Regions from separate parts of the Zea mays genome. Here region 1 is linked to region 2. A link is a contact called in public Hi-C data. All regions are on one chromosome and are shown on one strand. The core of a region is the stretch at or near the end of the contact, and the rest is flanking DNA. Distances in the headings are between cores, read along the strand shown. Region 1 holds the start of LOC100384206. Region 2 has its middle 20 kb from the start of LOC111591033.

What was found. Hi-C and Micro-C count contacts between places; a contact is called where the count stands out from the background.
Region 1: a contact with region 2 is called in a Hi-C map of tassel, with 4 times the contacts expected there. The contact joins the promoter of LOC100384206 here to the enhancer-like site in region 2. A contact is called at or near these places in 3 of 25 Hi-C or Micro-C datasets (leaf and tassel).

The regions. Positions count from the first base shown.
Region 1 is chr2:137,214,050-137,221,510 of Zm-B73-REFERENCE-NAM-5.0, forward strand. It overlaps LOC100384206, which reads left to right and starts at 4,065. Exons shown (of 3, transcript NM_001357510.1): 1 at 4,065-4,350; 2 at 4,481-5,303; 3 at 7,244-7,461. The coding sequence starts at 4,234.
Region 2 is chr2:136,915,991-136,923,324 of Zm-B73-REFERENCE-NAM-5.0, forward strand. No RefSeq gene overlaps it. Among protein-coding and RNA genes, the nearest start is that of LOC111591033, 20 kb to the left of the region's middle. Within about 2 kb of position 4,986, at least 12 of the 20 cell types and tissues checked have an H3K27ac peak or open chromatin away from gene starts, as enhancers often do. A contact at or near this core is called in leaf and tassel, where this site is marked.

The sequences.
Region 1 (7,461 bases), core at 2,815-5,314, 300 kb after region 2:
CCCCCAGGCGGGGTACTGTGGCATCCCAAATGGATATGGTGGCATGCCCCACATTTGATTTGGGACATATGGCGGAGGTAAATATGTGTATGGATATGGCATAGGTGGATATGGAGGTGGAGTTGTCCATGCAGGTACGTTAGGTCTCACTTGTACAGTATGACCTTTCATTTCTTCCGATTGGTGGGGTGGTTCAATCGGCCTGACCTGACGCTGTTCATGAATGGGTGAGCGGGGTCGCTTTGCTGGCCGGTCACTGGGGCCGGCCTTCTTTTTTACGTATTTAGACAATAATTGATCAAAAGTTGGGCCGGCTTTAACCAACCGACCAGCTGCTTTGAATGTATTTGTTTTCCACGTACCTATCTCTGGTCGTCGTGGTTTGAAAGTACGTGGACGTTGTGAATCCTGAGTATGGCCGGACCGTCCGCCGGAGCTCTCCGGACCGTCCGGTGGGGTCCCGGACCGTCCGCGCCTACGTGCCGGACCGTCCGGGATACGCAGCACGGGCTCCTGCATCTGTCTCCCTGTCTGCGCTTGCCCCCCGGTACTGGAGGCTGTGATGGTCACCTTTAGGGTCTCCCCTCCATCGGGAGTCTTCTCGGCCACCACTTTCCTGCAAGAAACTTTACGATCCCCATCGGTCTCTTTAGCAGTGCCGATGATTGTCTCTTTGCCTTTATCGGCTGTGTTTGGCCGAACTAGGACTTTCTTGCCCTCGAAGTCAATCATGTTCATCGGAAAGGGCTCTGTATCCACCTGCATTTCCTGAAATTTCAATCGTCCTTCGTTAATGGCCGATTGAATCTGTCGACGGAACACATTACAATCATTAGTGGCATGAGAAAATGAGTTATGCCACTTGCAATATGCACGACGTTTTAGCTCGTCGGCGGATGGAACAGTGTGATTTATTTTAATGTTGCCATTTTTAAGTAATTCATCAAATATCCTATCACACTTACCAACATTAAATGTAAACTTAACCTCCTCTTGCCGTTTCTTTTGAACCGGCTGTAAGGAGGCACAAGCCGAAGATTTGGCCTGCTTTGGCCAAACCATTTCAGCAGCATACACCTCTGCTGATTCGTCTTCTGAGCTACTTTGATCGCATTCTACTACATGTACGTTGTGACGAATTGTTTTAGTAGTTTCTTTGCTTCGGCTTTCACAAGCCAAAGCTCTCTGGTGTAATTGTGCTAGTGTAAAGAATTGGATGCCTTCTAACCTTTCTTTTAAATAATATCGCAGACCATTAAAAGCTAATCCCACTAGCTGTTTCTCTGCTAAATGAATTTGAAAGCATCGGTTTCTTGTATCTCGGAATCTCCGGATGTAATCATTAATCGATTCATCTTTTGTCTGTCGCAATGACACTAAATCTACCAAATCCAATTCATAATCACCGGAGAAAAAATGATCATGAAATTTTTGTTCTAGATCCCCCCATGATGAAATGGAATTAGGAGGTAAAGTGGCATACCATGCAAACGCGGTTCCTGTTAGTGATAATGAAAATAAACGTACGCGAAATGCCTCTGTGTCGGCCAATTCTCCCAATTGTGCTAAGAACTGGCCTATATGTTCACGCGTGTTTTTCCCTTGATCACCCGAAAATTTTGCGAATTCGGGTATCCTGGTTCCCTGTGGGTATGGGTGGTGATCAAATCGGCTGTCATAAGGTTTCCGATATGATTGCCCCCCAGGGACCATGCTTACTCCGAGCTTATCTCGGAACGCCCCGGCTATTTCTTCCCTTACTATATCAATGGCAGCCGGTGCGAGACCACCGGCTCTCTGGTCAAACATAGGTGGGGTTGGCTGGACATTAGCATGTTGTCTTTCCCCCCATTGGTTTGAGTTACGTGGTGCATTTTCATTTGCCCTATATGGGTCATAGGTTTGATCGTTTCTTTCCGGCCTTCTAGGTGGGGCCGGAAAGCTTTCCTGGGCTTTGGATCCTGAATTAATGGACTGGTGCATCGCATGGTGTGATGGGAAGTGTTGCTGGGACGGGCGAGGATTCATGTAATAATCCTCCTCAAAAGACTCATGCGCGGACTGTCCGGATACGTACCCGGACCGTCCGTGGTTGTATGCGGACCGTCCGACTGGGTAGTTTGGGTTCTGTGCCGTGTGTGGTGGCTCGGGCGCATATCTAGGTAACTCATTAAAAATAGGCCCGACTGTTGCTGGCCCGGACAGTCCGCGCTCACGTGCGGACGGTCCGGGCATGTGCAGATCGGCTGGTTTGCTGCCGATTTGCGGTTGCTTAGGGTATGTGTCCATCGGCATCCCATACAGGGGTTGTGACTGGTCGTGACAACCTGTAGCCGATGGGTTACACGCGTTATCTCCTAACTCAACCTCGTGTGAAGGAAAATTTGCGGTACTAGATTTATCAAATGCACGTACTAGTCTCTTAAGATCGCTTTGCATACCCCCTATGATGTTCTGCATTTGTTCACGCTGATCTTCTACATAATTTCTAAGAGATTGCAGATCGTTGGTATTACTTACATTGGGGATATCTGGCGTGGGTTGGAGCGAAGCCGGATCCGTCGCCCGATGTCGGACGACCTTGTTGTTCCTGTCCACTTTGAAGTTGGCCAAGAACTTTGCTTTCGCCTCCTGGATCATCCGCTCCTTGTGCTCCTCGAACTGGAGCTGCTCGTCAGCCGGCAAGGTTTCCCAAGTCGGCTCTATGATGTTGCTTGGAGAAATATCAGAGCTATCCCTTGAACCGGCCATTGAGGGCCGATTTGATAAGCTTAGATATGTCGTCCCCAGCGGAGTCGCCAAAAAGTATGTTGACGCCTTTTCGGAGTGCCAAATACTCAAGAAGAACCGGCGGCGGTGCTCTCTGCACAGGGGCGGACGGTCCGCGCGTGGGGCCGGACGGTCCGCGGCCTGGTGCGAGGCGCGGTGTACTCTCTGCGCAGGGGCGGACTGTCCGCGGCCTGGGGCCGGACGGTCCGCGGCCTGGTGCGCGGCTAGGGCTTCTCTGCCTGACGGCCGGACGGTCCGCGCCCTAGGGCTGGACGGTCCGCGCGTACGCAGGGGCGGCGGAAGATCGCCGGCGGCGCCTGGATCTCGCTCCCGGGAGGGACCCCGTCGGGGAGGAGAGATCCTAGGGGTTGTCTAGGCTCGGGCAGGCCGACCTAGACTCCTCTAATCGACGTAGAGTCGAGGAGAGGCGGAGAATTTGGGGATCGAGTGGCTAAACCTAAACTAGACTAGAACTACTCCTAGGATAAAATGCGAATAAAAGTTGTATTGATTCGATTGTTGATGATCACAAATCGGCCGTAGACCTCTCTATTTATAGAGGGGGGGGGGGGCTGGACCCTTTACACAACTGATTCCGAGCTAATCCCGCGAATATAGCTAACAACCGCAGCACAAAACTCGGAACCCTAATCTGTTCTGCGCACGCGCGGACCGTCCGGCACACAGACGCGGACCGTCCGGACCGCGGACCGTCCGGCCTCAGGGCCGGACCGTCCGCTCGCTCACTTTTGGTTCGAACAGTTATGTAATTCAATATGATATGACAGTTTATTGTGATAAAATATTAGATTGAATGATTGATAATAGCCTAAGGTGGTTCTAGCATTACTGCACGGAAAACAAGAGATGGACTGGATACGAAGCAGCATCCGAGCACGAGACAGCCAGCGGCTGCTGCTATAGGTTGTGCACATGCCGCCCCACTACTACCACTCACTAGTCGCCACAATTTGGTGTGGCCTTCCTTCCCCAGCAAAGGCAAACCCCCATCCCGGTGTAGCAATATAGCAAACGTGTCCCGGTTGTCTGCCGCCGTTGCACAGCACTGGGACTGGGATGACCGGTGTCCAAGAGCCGCTCAGTTCCGTTCCGTGCTCCGCGGGTGGGCCCGCCGCTCCACTCGCCGCGCCCTCCCGACCTCCCGCCACGTGCCCCCCTCGCCGTGACGTGGGTGGTGGACCTCACCACCACCCGCCGCGCGCCTGGCCGCCTCCATATATACCGCGCCCCGCCTCTCGCCTTCCGCCTCATCACTCTGCTAGCTGCCCCGGTCTCCTCCTCACACTCCCTCTATCGCCAGGCAACAGCAGCGCATGCCAGCAGCAGCGCTCCCGATTCGGCGCCACCTCGATCCCCAGTCCCCGTCCACACCACCCAATCCTGCTGTGTTCTTGCTGCAGCCGTTGGTCTCCTGCTTTGTTCGGGTGCTAGCTGCCACGCGCGATGCCTCCTAACGCCCAAGACGTGCACGGGAGCAGCGGCGGGCTCGCCATGACAGCCCCGGCGGCGTCCAAGATGGACTGCTTCTTAACCGCCGTCTGCACGCCGCTCAACCTCCAGGTACGTCGTATGCCTGCGCTGCGACCTAGCTAGGATCGACTAGCCAGAGGACGACTTGGCCACTCGACACGCCATTGGAGTGAACTGAACTGAATCCCTCATCCATGTCGTCGTCGTCGTTTGTCTGCAGTTCATCGACGTGTCGTACCGTGTGAAGCAGACGGAGCGGTCCTCGAAGGCGGCGCCGGGCGGGCGGATATCGCACTCCGGTTCCGGCGCCGCGGCGCCGGAGGAGCGGACGATCCTGAAGGGGATCACCGGCGAGGCGCGGCCCGGGGAGGTGCTGGCGGTGCTGGGCCCGTCGGGGAGCGGCAAGTCGACGCTGCTGTCCATACTGGGGGGCCGCCTGGCGGGGCACCACGGCGGGACGGTGCTGGCGGGCGGGCGGCCCCCGTGCCGCGCCGTGCAGCGGCGCACGGGGTTCGTGGCGCAGGACGACGTGCTGCACCCGCACCTGACGGTGCGCGAGACGCTGGCGTTCTGCGCCATGCTGCGGCTGCCGCGGTCGGCGCCCGCCGCCGCCAAGGCCGCGGCGGCCGAGGCCGTGATCGGCGAGCTGGGCCTGGGCGCGTGCGCCGACACCATCGTCGGGAACGCCTTCGTGCGCGGCGTGTCCGGGGGCGAGCGCAAGCGCGTCAGCATCGGGCACGAGCTGCTGGTGAACCCGAGCCTGCTGGTCCTCGACGAGCCCACGTCGGGGCTGGACTCCACCGCCGCGGCGCGCCTCGTGGCGACGCTGTCGGCGCTGGCGCGGAAGGGGCGCTCCGTCGTCCTGTCCGTGCACCAGCCGTCCTCCCGCGTCTACCGCATGTTCGACTCCGTGCTGCTGCTCGCCGAGGGCAGCTGCCTCTACTTCGGCGCCGGGCGTGACGCCATGGACTACTTCGCGTCCGTCGGCTTCGCGCCGGGATTCCACGTCAACCCGGCCGACTTCATGCTCGACCTCGCAAATGGTGAGTCATCGTATTATGTACGTGTGCCTACGCCACAGGCTACTGCAGCTTTGCCTTGCATGCGTGTCTCTCTCTTCTAGCTGTTTCAGTTTCGATCTATTCATCGTCTTAACTAATCAGAAGAATTTTAAAGAGTTGAAACACACATTTAGGGCTGATTTGGTGATTAGGGATCCCTAGGCATCCATGGGGGAGGAATCCCCTTGCAATTCAATTTTGAATAGCAAGAGGATTTCTTCCCCTCGGGATTCTCGGTCACCAAATCAGCCTTAGAGACATGCATCAATAGATCGAGTACTAAATTCTGGCATGCAATTGAGCGACGGCATGCACCAACAGAAAGAGATATACATATACATCGTGTTAAGATGGAGAGGAAAAGTGGCGTTGAAGTCAGAAGTACTATAGCTAGAGTCCGTGTTGGTGTGTTCTTATTGCTACCGTTTTCTGCAATTGTGAGGACTAGATTCATCAAGTGGCCGGAGACAAGCAAAACATCGAGTGAGTGTGGAGTGCACCGAACAAAGAAGAGAGAGAGAGAGGCATGAGAGGAAAAAAAAGGAGTGGAGAGAGAGAGGGGGGTGAGTAGTGCCTCTTGCATCCATAGTGTTCTCTCGCTTTCTTTTTCCTTTCTGCAAAGCACTTTAAGGTTGAAAAAAAAAAACATCTAAGGGACACCTGTCACTGAAGGTCTGAAGGTGGGAATTAGGACACTACCCCAGTGGCTCCTCCTCCCACGGAATGGTAGATGCTCACGTTCTTTTCAATCCTAAACCATTCTAGCCTCAACGTATTAGATACTTAGGTATACGTAGAGAGAGAGAGAAAAGTTATATATATATATATATATCTAAAAAACCAGAATGACTTATAATTTAAAATAGATGCAGTAATAGATATTCGCAGGTGTGTGTATATATATCACCACTCAGTTCGGACTACCACCCAAAGATCGAGTTGAAAGCATCCCTGTGTTCCAACTTCCAAGACCTGTTTCGGCATAGGCCACTCGTAAACGACGCGCGTCGACAGTCACCAACATGGGGTTTGGTTTTGTCCAAACACAGGCGATTAATTGTTAGTGTATAGTACAGAGAAAGTTGCGGATGAGCTCCATACATTACTGTGAACCCAAGTACGCAACACGTACGCAAACACATCCCTGGTCGTCTAGCACAGGCGAGTGTGCATGACGGATGGATCTTCCGACACTCGCGGCAGCTTTTAGTTGGATCTGGTTTCCTTTACTAATTGCCTCTTTTTTTTATTATGGTGCTAATACACGGTATTATGTTGATGAAGAGAGATAAAAAAATCCATAGGAACGAACATTTTGGTATAAACTTCCATCACAACTAAGACCTTGTTCGGTTAGCTCTCAATATATGTGGATTGACTGAGATTGTGTAAGTTTAAATCCCAAGCAAATTAAAGTTTTTCCAAATTTTTTCTAATCTTAACAATCCATGTATAATGGGAATAAAGGAGAGGTGCATATGGGTGTCAAAACACTATTTCTCCATTGTGTACTGCACTGTTTAGACGATGGAACGAGAGGTGAGAATGAGTAAAGCTGCTCGAGATAGGCAGTGACCTTAACATATATGCATGCGATCGCTGGATATGTATGCACGCTAGACTTGGAAACATATGCCCTGCTTCATGCTGGCTTTAGACAGGAGGAATCATATCGTTTCCCTCTGCAGAATTGCCCTGTTTCTGGAGCCTAGGCCACTTTCGATCTCTTCTGCCCCCCCTTTTTGCCTTTATTTTGGAGTTGGGCCGGGGGCACCCTCACCTCTTTTTTTTATTCATTCATTAGCTCAGTGCACCAGCACATCAGACCAAAGCTAGCACGATGGCATGGCAATACTCGATGAGAAATTGTTATACTGGGCCCCGCCTCCAAGAGAATTTTTCTCAAAATTTATTTTGAACAGGTTTCGCCCAGGCAGACTACAATGCCGTCACAACACAACAGCAAGGCGGCAGCAGCGTGAAGCAGTCGCTCATCTCGTCCTACAACAAGGTGCTGGCCCCGAGGGTGAAGGCCTCCGTCGTGGCCGCGGAGCCGCCACCGCCGCCGCACGTGCAGAGCGGCGGCGAGGCGGCGGAGAGCTGCAGCACGAGCTGGTGCAACCAGTTCACGGTGCTGCTC
Region 2 (7,334 bases), core at 3,736-6,235:
CCAAGGACCATGTTCACCTGCCTGTAGTGTCCTATGCCTGTGAACGAGTCGTCGATCCAAGTCCTGCAAGCAGAAAACAATGTAGAAATGAAAACATAACTTTCAATAACAATTAAGCAAAGATATATCACTCACTTTCCACTAGGCTTTATCAAAACCCGAGATTTGGGTGGAAGCTCTGGAGGTGGTCCAACAAAATGCAGCTTCCGCATTCTCCTAACTCGAGAAGTTCCAGACCGAGCTGCGGAATCTCCACCAGCACCAGAATCCACGCCTGCAGAATACCCACTGGCATCGTCTCGAGCATCATCTCCACCATCATCTTCATCATCATCTCTCGCATGATCCTCTACCACCGGTTCCTCGATTTCAGCATCCTATGAAACAAGTAACTTACATCATACAACATTAAGTAACTCAAATAATGTAATTTAACAACTAACTTACATCGTGTGGAGACAAATGTTTGGCCAGCGCTCTGCGTCTGCTCATGGTAGAACATGTGCCCTGAAAAAATGAATCCTCACTCCTCGACGTGCTCCTCTAGTTACTCCTTGTCCCAAGCAAACTACGAGCAAAAGACCTCATTTTCTTTGACATCCTGTTTTAACAAAAACAAGTTAGTACATAAATCGACAATAAAATAATTAAACAAATTAAAAATATATAAAATATACAATAAAATAATGATCCATACTCGTCAATCGTAATCGTAATCAAAATCAGGATCTAGTTGTTTTCATCGATTCAATGGACGCCAAGTAGCTTTCTTCTTTCTCGTCACTCGTTTTCTTTTTGGGGAACCTCTACATCATTTTGATCGCCTAATAAAGATTCTTCCAACATTTCAGTTTGTACATTAAACATGCTGGTAAGTTCGTCGTCTTGGAAAATCTCATCAGCCCCCACTTCCTGCTCGATTTGACTTTCAACATAACCAGCATCACCAGGAGCATATAGTCGTTCACGAGGATTAACTTTTGTACAGTACCCTCCAATCAACCAAACCCTTTTTCTTAGATACCATAATCCATAAAATCATGAATAGACCACAAAAACACAACTCTCGGGTTGAACTTCTGTTTCTTGTAACAATCGTATGCCTCGACTCCTTCCCACAAAATTTTCAATTCTTCAATTAGGGGTCTCATCATCACATCGATCTTTGTTCCAGGATGATCTGGACCAGGTATTACAAGACACAAGAAAATAAATTCATATTTCATGCAAAGAGCTAGTGGAAGGTTGTATGGAACAACCAAGACGGGCCAACATGAGTAGGACGTTGCATTTAGATTGAAAGGCGAGAAACTATCTGTTGCCAAACCAAAGCGGACGTTCTGCACTTCATTAGCAAAGCTGGAATCAAAAGCATCTAATGCCTTCCATGCATCTGTATCAGCTGGGTGCGCCATGACATTTGGATTCTCACATACCCTTTCTTTATGCCACCTCATGTGTCTGGCTATAATCTTGGAGATGAACAAACGTTTCAACTGAGGTATAAGAGGCATGTAATGAAGTTGCTTACGTGCAATCTTCGTCATCACAGTCAAACCATCGTTGTTTTCAACCTCTAAGAATCTACGCTCACCACATACAATACACTTCTTCTCACTCGTGGTCTCCTTTCAGAAAAGCATACAATTATTGTCACAGACATCGATTTTTTTCGTAGTCCATACTGAGCCCAGAGAGCAACTTTTTGGACTGGTACATGTCCTTTGACATCTTGTGATTCTCCAAAAGTACATCACTAATCAAGTTCAAAAGCTCCTTGTAGCAGTTGTTTGAGAATGCAAACTTAGACTTAATAGCCATAAGTCGAGTCACAAATACAAGGACGGTCACTTTCGTGTGCTCATGCGACGGCTCTTCGGCAGCTTTAAGGAGCTCGAAGAACTTCTGAACCTCAGGTGTAGCTGGATCCTCATAATCGGTGGGTTGATCGGGGTTCTCCGAATCGACGGTTAGAAGCTCATGGCATACATCGTCAAACATCTCTTCCATCCTATCGTAGTCCCCCCTTCATGTGACTGAACTTCCGATACAATACAAGGAGGTGGGTCCTCACCGTGGTGCACCCACAACTCATAGCCTAGCATATAACCGTTCTTAAAAAGATCTATCGACATAGTCCTCCTGTCAAGGAAATAAATGTTCTGACACTTGCTACAAGGGCACCTAACATCCGTTCCAGTCTCTGACCGAGCAAAAGCACGATCGAGAAACGCGCCAGTCTTGGCAACCCACTCACTTGATAGAGCACCTCTTTTCTTCCAGCCTTCATACATCCATCGATGATCCTCCTTTGTACTAGATACGAGACGTTAACTTAATTAGTTATGATTACTAATGAACCACACTAATACAATATCACTACAGAAAAATCATTTCACAGGACTCTAAATCAAATAAAACAACCTTATTTCCGAGGGCTTAATAATTACCCTCGGAAATTAAAAGTTTCAATTATATAAGCACTAATAAATAAACTAAAACAAGCTAATTTAATTACATAGTTAACTCAAGCCGTCGGACACAACAAAACCAAACATGACTACTAGCAAACAATTTATATGCATATACAAAATTATACTAAAAATCATAAAATTACTCACTTAGCCGGACGTTGAGCCGGTGAAGCGAGCGCCGACGGTGTTGGGGACGGGGGCAGAGGCTCGGGCAGGCGCGAGCTGCGTCGGGGCAGCTCTAGTGGTGTCGGGATGATAACGAAGGCGGCCACGGGCTCGTGCTCGGGTGGCTGGGCGTCGGGGCGGGGCAGGAGGTCGCCGGGAGCCGCTTGGGCGGCGCGGGCAGCACCTTGCGGCGGAGGCGATGGCTCATTGTCGGTGGCGGCGACTCCTTTGCGGCGGCGGCGGCTGGTGGACATGTGGGAGCAGGAGACAGAATGAAACGGTGCGGGCAGAGGCCGTCGGTTAAAATCCTAGGAGACCGTCAGACATAACTGTAACACCCCTGGTTTTACGAGAACTAAAACACTGACATGGCATCATATGCATGGGCATTTCATTGCTTGTGATATATTTAGATTGCATTCACTAGGTAAAATCACAAAAAAATGGGTGATGTGATGTTGTTTGTGTATAGGACTTAGCTTAAGTCTAATGCTTAAATGGGTAGGAGAGATAGAATTACCGTGAGCTAGTAGCATGTTGACTCCATACTTTTAAGGATAAAGAAGCGGTCTTGCTAAGTTGGGTGGTGGTGCCCAAGGGGTAAGAGGGTTGAAGAGATGAGATCTATGGAAAGTGATTTTGAGCCCAGAATCCCTAATTAGTACCCTAGAAAGGATTTTGAGTTCTGGCCAGTTTTTGCCAAAGTTTTATATACTAAAGTTGTAGAGTAACAAAAACTAAGCAAGTTTTATATTTGGAGATTTCCAAGTTTAGTAGTAAAAATTAGGGTACAATGCAATGTTCCACCAACACTCCTAGAGTAGCAACCCTGAAATAGTGTGTTTTACTCATCTTTGGACCTTTGCAACTTGGAATCCATAAACATTTTGATAAGGACCATAATAGCAAAGATGTAGAGCTACTATAGTAGTATAAAGTTATGTCAGGGACTTAGCCCTAGAACCATATGGAACACAGTGTAAAACATCATCAAAGTTGAGTTGTCATACTAAAACAATCTGAAAATTGGATGATCAGTGACATTGGATCAACTTTGGAGCCAGGTTGTGACTAATCCAGTGGAGTTAAGACTTAGGTCACTGTGACAAGGTTGGAGACCATATATTGGAGTACAACTTTGTCAAAGGAAGGTAGCTGTGTTACTGCCTAGAGCAGGGAGTAAAAGTGTCTCAAACATGTGTTGTCAGGCGACTTCGAAGGGAAATTCAGAGTGAACAGTGGTCTGAAGAAGATCACAGGTGTAGTGCACCCGCCGCCGGTGAATTCACGCTGGGATCCGAGTTTTTCCTGGGAGATTCATGCTTAGTGAGGAGTGGATAACACTGGGGAAGGGTGAAAAGATCAGTGGTGGGGTGAATTCGGTCGCAAGCTGGTCCGGCCGTCATGCCCACTTGCCCGCGCGGTCGGCCAAGTTGGCATCACTGGAGCTTGCCGTTTCACTCGGTCGTGCCACACAGCAAGGCATTCTCCACGTCGTAAAGGTTGTGGCAAGCCGTCAGTTACCCCCCCCCCCCCCCCCCCCCCCCCCCCGAACCATTTCCTCCTCGCACGCCACGGTGAGCAAGTCACCGTAAAATATCCAGGCCGCCGTGAACTGATCCCCAATCAAAATTCGTGATAAGCCCGACCGGGACCTTTAAATTGAAGGCACTCCCGACTCCGTCTCTTTGTTACGCGCCCAACCCACCCTCAGCTAGCTCTTTTCATTCCCCGTAGCCCACAGTCACCGGATTTTCCCGAACACGGTCATCAACGCCGCCGAGTGTAGCTTCGCCGTGGCCAAAGTGATCCAGGTTAAATCCTACTCTGCGTTTCGTTTTAGTATTCTTATGGTCTCTAGATGCTCATGGGCCCGGCCAATTGAACGCTATCACTACAAAACTCCGAGAACACTACGTTGTCATCCGGGAACGCCGCCGTGAACGCCCCGAACGTTGACGGGCTCTTTAGTACTTGCTCCGTTCAAATTCGTGTGTGTATCGCGCCTCTGGTGAGCCAGTGATGCTCTCCCTACCCTTATTCTAAACGCTACCACGTTCTGTTGCTCGGAACGAACTCGCCGGAGTACTGGTTCCGCCGGCGTCGCGAGCAAACAAGCTCTAGGCGCGGGCTCGTCGAAATAGTCTCGGTGGCATGTCCAGGAAGCCTCTAGGATGGTGCCTGTGTGCTTGCTACCGTTGTTAGGGGTCGCCGGCGATGAGCGCGCGCGGTCCGGCCAGGTGTTCGACCAGAGTCCGGGGACCAGCGCTTGAGAAGAATAGAAAAGCGGAGGGTTTAAGTGAAGAAGTCAGCGACACAGGGAATAGTATCTAGGACTCTTTATTGAATAGCTGAACTGTTGCGGGTGTTTCTGCAAAGTCGCGCTGACGCGAGCGCGGGCGCGCGCTTCTGCTTTCCGTGGGCCGACTCGTGCCCGATTCGGTCCAGTACTATTCATTGTTTCTCCATTTCTTTTTCTGGTAGCTTGCAAAATCTATAGAAAATAGTAAAAAAATGGTAAAAATATGAAACCAATTTTGCTAGATGTCTAAATTCTAGTAGAATTTATTAAAAATAGTTTTAGGATTTTTCTTGTAACCAGTAGATTATCTAATATTTAAAAGTACTTGGAAAAGGCTTTTAAGAATTTTAAAAGAGTATTAGGAATTCCAAAAATCATGAAAACCTTTGAGTGAGCTTGATATATTTATTAAAAACCTTAGGTGAAGTTTGAACTGGTTTGGGCACTGTTTAATCAGAAAACCAGTTATAACCCAAGAGAACACCCATTTTTTTTAAAAAAGAGAAAAATTAGGTTCCAAAAGCTCAAATAAGAATGTTAAGATTTGCTAAGCTTGGCCACTGCATAGTAATAGTTATGCTAGGCTTAAAAAGGCTTATTGTCCGATAGCTCTCATGGTTCATAAGCACCATGAAGAAAAGTTATTCTTAAGAAAAGTATTTCTTGTTTCCTTATTATAAATTGCATATTCATGGCATACCATAAGCATCCATATGTTGTACTTCGAATAGAGCACGAAGGGGATGTATTAGTAGAAGAAGAAGCTGTCTCTCAACCAGAAGGGCCTTAAGTAGAAGAAAATCTCTATTTTGACATTTGTGGAGAAGGACCAGTCTTTCTGGAAACGGAAGGCAAGCCCCAGTGCATTTACCCCTTCCTTGTTGTTTAAAAAGCTTTTCTCACTTGTTATGATGCATTAGGTGATAGGAGTTGTGTGATAAAAAAATTGATGCATTACCTTTCCTTGGAAATTTCATGATCCCTGTTTTATAAAAAGAATTGAGAATGCTTAGCCCTGCTTAGGAACTTAAAAATGATTTGTTTTTATAAAAGAATGATGTGTTACACTGGTTATGGGTTTTTGTTTGAAAAATAAAAACAAACTTATGGTGATGGATTCATCAAGACGTTGATGGGTTCATCATTGGAAAAGAGTACCCCTATCGGGTACCAAAAATGGGAAAAAGGTTTGGATAAATTGAGACCGGGCGGGTGACTTGCACGAGAAGAGAGTCTCGGTGTAGTGTCTCCGTCTATGTCGATTAAGGACCGTCCGCCGTAGGCCAGTAAGTAGAGAATTTTTAACTATCCACATGCCCTGGTATGGGACAGGGTAAGCCTAATCTTGGCTGGACCAATACCAGAACAGCTCGCCCACACTGGGCATGGGAGATGGCGAGAGTAGCTTGTACCCTCCGTGGCAAGAGGCTGGACGGTGGGGTGATCTGTACTCTCGGGTCGCGGGAACCCGTTCTGGTCTTGAGAAACCCGGGTGCAGGTTGGCATATGCAAGGGTTAAGTGCTACATATGTCGTGTGGTTAGGGATCCCCAGCTAGGTTCAATCGGTTCGAATCGTCGGTACTCCTTGGTTAAGGAGACTCTACTCTACGACTTACTACCGTAGATCAAGAAGTTATAGATGAATTGAAGGGAAGTAATAAAAGAAAGCTAGATTAGGCCAAGTGATTGCTCTAGACTAGGCTAATCTAGATTCAGGAAATTATTTATCTTGGTAATAAAATGAAAGCTTAAGGACCAACTTTAGTAAGCTTTTATGCAAAATGAGTCCTTGATTTTTGATGAGCCTTACCTTGATTCCTAATTAGCCAGCATGTCCTTGAGAGTCTTTTTATTTTGTTGGGTAAGACTTGCGGAAGTACATTTCGTACTCAGGGCTTTGCCCATGTTGTTTTAGGTGAAGAGCTCGTGGATTTTTGTTGCTTCTGCACTAAGGTGGTTCCCAAACATGAAGAGGAACCGTGAGGCTGTAGGTTGGAAAGCTGAAACCTTCTCGTTATGTAATAAGTTTTTAGTATATTGTAATAAGTACTCTCTATCTTACTACTTAAATAAATGTGTATGAACTAAGTTATTATATATGTTTCCGCGTATTCTCCGATTATGTTGTAATGTCTGCGATCTGGGTAAATCGTTCTCGGGAGATGAAGAAGAAGGTGCAAGATCCAGGTCCTAACAAGCTGTTAGGTGCATCTGCGCGGCTGTTTGAGGTCCTTGGGGACCAGGACAGGTGCAGGTGGGCCTAATATCTTGGGAGGTTCCACCGCAGCTGGTATCGGAGCGAATACCCATATCTTAAGACATTACTTTGTACTTCAAAATGTTTTAAAGAACTTTCCTTTCTTTCATTCTAACCTTGATCTATTCTGGTAGT